2 separate regions of the Mus musculus genome follow, and region 1 is linked to region 2. Evidence: chromatin contacts called from public HiChIP or PLAC-seq data. All regions are on one chromosome and are shown on one strand. Each heading gives the region's core, a stretch centred on a gene start, on an enhancer-like site or on the middle of the called end of the contact. The rest is flanking DNA. Distances are from core to core; before and after follow the strand shown. Region 1 overlaps Aff3 (AF4/FMR2 family, member 3). Region 2 overlaps Aff3 (AF4/FMR2 family, member 3).

What was found. HiChIP or PLAC-seq counts read pairs in DNA pulled down with a chosen protein or histone mark.
Region 1: an H3K27ac HiChIP or PLAC-seq map of heart atrium shows a contact between it and region 2, with 8 read pairs. The contact joins two enhancer-like sites. A contact is called at or near these places in 1 of 15 datasets of contacts at CTCF or cohesin (the NIH/3T3 cell line), 12 of 484 Hi-C or Micro-C datasets (the 3T3-L1 cell line, the C3H10T1/2 cell line, adipose-derived mesenchymal stem cells and 8 more) and 2 of 115 datasets of contacts at active chromatin or transcription factors (double positive thymocytes and heart atrium).

The regions. Positions count from the first base shown.
Region 1 is chr1:38,261,335-38,264,034 of GRCm38.p6, reverse strand. All of the region lies in intron 9 of Aff3 (AF4/FMR2 family, member 3), which reads left to right. Among named protein-coding and RNA genes, the nearest start is that of Gm16150, 43 kb to the right of the region's middle. Within about 2 kb of position 1,449, at least 76 of the 459 cell types and tissues checked have an H3K27ac peak or open chromatin away from gene starts, as enhancers often do. A contact at or near this core is called in heart atrium, where this site is marked.
Region 2 is chr1:38,198,807-38,201,721 of GRCm38.p6, reverse strand. All of the region lies in intron 15 of Aff3 (AF4/FMR2 family, member 3), which reads left to right. Among named protein-coding and RNA genes, the nearest start is that of Gm16150, 19 kb to the left of the region's middle. Within about 2 kb of position 1,296, at least 40 of the 459 cell types and tissues checked have an H3K27ac peak or open chromatin away from gene starts, as enhancers often do. A contact at or near this core is called in heart atrium, where this site is marked.

The DNA of each region.
Region 1 (2,700 bases), core at 200-2,699, 62 kb before region 2:
CATATAGCCTTGACTCGCTGAGGACTCTACACCATTCCTTACACACTCATCATGCCGAGCACTATTAGAATGTAAGTTCTGTAAGCCATCTCAGGCTGGAGTCCCCGAAGCCGAGAGACCGGATCTCCTCACTGTCCCCTCGCAAAGGCACCAGAATTGTACTTCTGTTTACTTGATAAGTTGGTTGTGACACCTTTGAAATGAAAGCAAGCTGTCATCAGACTGCTTCCACTCGGTGAGGTTCGAGCAGACCAGAGAACGACATTTCTTGTTTGGATGTGTATGTCACAGATTCCAATGTTTAGTTGTTCCCTGGGAAAATGTGAAGGAAACTGGGTGAAACAATATGTGGAGGCACCGTCAGCCTGATGGGTGTGGGGGGAGGAGGAACACACACGGGTGTCTGACCATTTAGTCAAAGTGGCCATCTCACCCTCTTGAGTCTGGGACGGTTTAGGAAGTGAGACTGAGCAAATTTCTAGGTAGAGTCATCACAGCTGAGGCAAGAGGAAAAGGACAAATGCTGGAGACTTTTGGCAAGCTGTAGCTGAGACAGTGTCAGCTGCAAGCACCATGACAAATCCGTAGCTCAGGGACAGCTATCGAGGGAGCAGCCATCCACACTGAACGGCGATGTCTGCCTGCAGCTCCGAGTAATCACATTATCCACACAGACTGGGCAGCCTTTTCGTTTTAATTATATAAGTGCATTTTTCTCTTTAAATGGGTGTAGTTTATCCACTTAAACTGACTGTTTTAACTTTACAGGCAGTGATCATTGGATTTAATCTGTAGAGGGGAATTTCTCTATTGGCCTAATTGATTTCTCAACACAATGAAGGAAAGTTACCTTTTAATCCCCAATCAATATTTGGAGAGCGTACAATTAATTTAATAGATATCTGTGTCATTAACATAAATCTGCAAGCTAAAGAGGCAATTATTTTCTTATTTATAATGCAGAGAGTAATAATCTTGTCTGTCAGGGAGAAGCTAAAACCTCATGCCTCTAGTATGTCCAGACTACAGGTGAGTCCCCGCTGAGTGCCGGATGAGACAAGAGCCATTGCGTTTCATGTGGTCTCTGTTGAAGTGGCAAACAACTAGTCACAGTTCTCAGCCCTGTCCCGTAGAGGCCTCTGAGGACTCATAGCAGTGTGGGGTAAACTATTAAAAGCAGATTTCTGTCCATCTCCCCCCAACCCTTGTTTTGTTTAATATGGCAACTTTGTAACAGAGAGCAGGGTTTTGAGAACACCAGAAGGGAAAAACCTTAAAGGCATTGACAGCGCATGTCACCCATCAGTGAGCTCTGACAGAATAACTGGGTGAAACGCAGCCCAGTTCCACTAGGTGTGTTTGTCTTCTCAGCCTTGGCTTGGTTGATGTGGAGGTTCTTGGGGCTGTGAAAATTTATTACACACAGAGTCAATCTGCATCCAGGCAGCCAAGTCGGAATAAATAGAGTCATTGTGCATGTCTGGGATCTGTGGCCAGAGTTCATCCAGTCAGCGTGACATTCGCATCTCGGGAGATTCATAAAAGCCAACACCCTGGTATGTGCTCTTGAATCCTGCCAAAACTGTGTAGAATTATATAAACAGGAGTTGAAGCAGTAATCAGGACCAGGTTTGGGGGGCGCAGCTCCAAAATCAAGTTTCTCTTTCATGAGAAATGAACTGTATAAGAGATGTTATTTGTATCCAAACAAGAGCTATGCAATTTTTGCATAAATCATTCTCAGAATAGTCTTAAATACCTACTAAGCTCCACAGACCCATGCAAGCTGCTGGCAAATTGCTTAAGATGAGTTACACATTAGTAATATTTGTTATGATAATTTAACCACAAAAACTTTAAGTAAATTTTCAGTGCCAGAAAGTACCTCATTTTCGAAGAACTATGCAAAAAACAAAAACAAAAACCTACATATTACATATTTTGAACGCAGCAGGAACACAGGCGATGAAAGAATAGTGGCTTGCATTTGGTTTTGTTTCTAGCCTTGTAATCATATACCTGAGTGCTCAATTTGATAGTTAGTTTCCCTTCTGAATGGAAACACAATAACTACAATTGGAGACACTTGCCTCTCAGAGCTTTGTTGAGCCTGTCTAGGAGTGAGCGCACATCTGAACTGTCAGTCACTATCAGCTCAGCAGGAGGGTGGCCTTGGTTATCAGCCCTAATTCCACCTTACAAACAAAATTTTATTCTCATCTCATATAAACATTTACAAAAGCCACGTGTGGGGGGTGGAGAGGGGGAGTCAAATTCTTCTCTTTCCATCTAATCAGCCGTAATTTCCAAAACTGATATGGGTGACTTAAACGTCACTGTCCACAAATGTGTGAAGCCCCGTGTGCTGTTCCCTGATGTTTAGAGGCTTTGGAGCTCAGGTGAGGTTTGTGTAAGCCTAAGCTGGAGAATATATGTTGGCAAACAGAAATCTGAAAAGTGAGAGATTTATATAAATTGTATAAAAATTAAAAGATGGTCCGATGAATATAAGAAAAAAATGATTAACACAGACAGGAAACCATGATCTTTGCTAAAATAGTATAGTTCACACAAGGAGCTTTTTTTTTTTTAACTAAGGCAAGGTTTTGTTAATATCAGATGTCAGTACCACCCTCCTGGATCCTCCATTTCGGGAACTCAGAGAGACAGAGCCGATGGACCAGTCTTCTCTGACCTAAC
Region 2 (2,915 bases), core at 47-2,546:
TGCTATATACAAAGCACCTACTATGTGCCAGGTACAGGCAACAGCCAGGATATACTGATGAGTTCATTCTGTTATTCTCCAGAGTCAGAGGAGAGAAGCCCATGGTGGACCAATACAACCACCACTACTGTGACTATGGTCACACCTGCTCCTCTTCCCGCCCCTTCTCTTCCCTCTTAGTTCCTTATCTTAGTTCCCATCAGCTTTTCCTCTTCTTCCCCCTTCATGTGTACTCCCACATCCCCCGTTCTTCCTTCCCTTCTGTCATAATTAGTTCTAACTTGACACATCTGGGAAGAGGAAACCTCAGTTAAGCAACTGTCTCCATAAGAAATGGCCTGAGGCTATGTTTATGGGGCGTTCTCTTGAGTGTCCGTTGGTGTAGGAGCCCAGCCCACTATGGGCAGTACCATCCCTAGGCGAGTGATGCAAATAAACCCTTCCTGCCCTCCCCTTTCCCATTGGATTTTTTCCTCCTCTTTTCCTTCCCTCCTCTCACTTCCTTTTCCTCCTCTCTCACTTCCTTTTCTTCCTCTTTTACCTGACATTTTCTGCCCTGGCAGCTTCCTGGTCAAGAAGGTCCTCAGCCCCTTCCACTTTCTTTGGCTTATCTTCACTGGGGCATCAATGGGGCCTGAGATGAACAGAAAAGCTGCCAGGAGAAGAAAGGGAGGGTGCCAGATCATTAGGGCAGAGCCACTGAGAAGCTGATAGGAAACAACTAGAAAGATCCAAAAAGTAACAGGTGCCACACTCTGGCTTAGTTAGTTTGTTTCATTCCTTGATTTAGTTATTTACTTTGCAACCCAGTCACATCTTCCCCTCTCCCTCTCCTCTGGGTCCTGGCTCTCACCAGACCTCCTCCACCCTTCTCCCCTTCTCCACAGAGGGGGACGACTCCCCTGCACATAGCTTTTTTTAAAAAAGGAAATTCATCCTTTTGTATTATAAATACTGTTAATGGTTGAATAAACATACAATTCAGACAACTGAAGCCACCAGGCTGTCAAGAATGGGTGCTGAATAAATATAGCTGACTTATAAATACCTTTCCCAGGGGAGGGCCTGGATCTTTCCATCTTTCTTTCTTTTCCCATAAACTTGCATGAAAGAGCGCTTAGATTCATGCCTTCCACACCTCACTTCCTATGTTTCTTACCAATTAAGCAGCAGTTAGTGCTCTGAGGATGCAAATGAACTGAAGGGGTTAGCTCTTATTTTAGAACCTGAATCAAGGTCGGCTTGCTCTTGGTAAGCTGCAGGCGCAGACTAGCAGCAGTCTGACAGCCCCTCCTCCCCTGACATTCCACAAAAGCATGAAAAGCAGGGACAATTACTACTCCACAGCCTCAGGAGGAAGGTGGAAAACAGACTTTTCTTTGAAAAGACAGGATCCGAGAATTTATATCAAGGAGCGGCGGTGCTTGGTTCAACCCGCAGCTTAGATGCTGGTCTTATTAGTGCAAAGCAGCGAGCTGTGTATTATTTGGTGTTGTAATTAGTGACAGGGAGCTTTGGCCGGGGAGAATTGAGAGAGATATGGCATGGGAAGCCTCAGTCCAGAAATACTGAATTCATGGAGCTACATGGTGAAAGGCTTGGCTAGGAATGAAGCCCGGCTCCTGCCAGCCGTATTGCTGTGTTAGAAGCCAGTGGGGCTGGAGGCCAGCACTGCCTGCTGCTCTCTGAAGGATGTACTGTCCTCTGCCCGTATTTCCATGGAAGAGGCGGTCACGACCAGAGCACCCAGCCCATCTACCAAATGTCCCATCTGTCCCCATGATGCCAGGAGCAGAAGCAGAGCTAGCTATCCCTCCTGAGCTGAATGAGGGCTCCCTGGAACACGCAGTACTGAAGGCCGTGAGCATGGTAAGTGTGAATGGCAGGAAGGGACTGGGGCTTACCATGTGTAAGGTAATTACATGGCGCACTCTCCTAGCTAAAAGGATTTTAATTTTATAGAGGAAGGGAAGATTCCTGCATATGAGAGGGTGAATCTCCCACAGCATGACTTAATCAAAGGAAACAAGTAGAATGTCTGCATAGGCCCTATTGTCATAGGCAGGGCACTCTGGGGACCTTTCCACAGCACTGCTGTCCTGAGGGAGACCTTGCTGCAGCAAAGCTGGACCCCACCTTTTTGTTCTTAGGGAACTGTTTCCATTGCATATTCAGGTTGGGTCCCTACTTTATTCTGATGGATGGAAAAACAGAAAGGTCGGATGGAAGGAAAAGGATACATCCTTCTCTTACTGAAACCTTCAGGCCCTGCTAAAATCGATTGCTGAAACATCCAACGCAGAGAAGAACAGCAGTGAGATGGATGGTTTTCCATCTCAATAAAAGTTGCTTAAATGATTCAAACCTTGCCTGCCTTAGCCAGCACAGCCTGAGAAAGGTACTCTGAGTGGTGTCAGAAACGCATGCGGCGTAGGGTGCTTCCCCTCTGGAGACACCAAGTTCCAAGCTCCTTAGGATTCCAGTCAGTATCCATCAAAGAACAAAGCTGCGTAGGGATCTTTACTGCTTAAACACTGTCTAGCTGCTTCAACAGGGTGTGTGCAGACAGCAACACCTGGGAGCCCCAGTCTCCTAACATCCCCCACCAACAGTGATGACTGGAAGGGAGCAGGCGGGAGAACACTTGCCTGGCGTGCAGGAAGCTGAGTTTGTCACCCAGCTCTGTAAAGCTAGCACTACAAACAGCTTGTGTGTGAAAAGGAAACATTCAACCTCTTGCACCATCGGCCTTCTTTTGGAACAAGCACCTGAAAGCCAAGGACACAGTTAGGGCATGCCAAATGATACAGGGGGTATCGCAAGAAAGAGAAATCTATTTGATGCCATCGTTGCTCCTCTGTCTGGTGTAGATTTCAGTTTCTCTAAGCAAATCATCCCGATTGCTCCACGCCCAG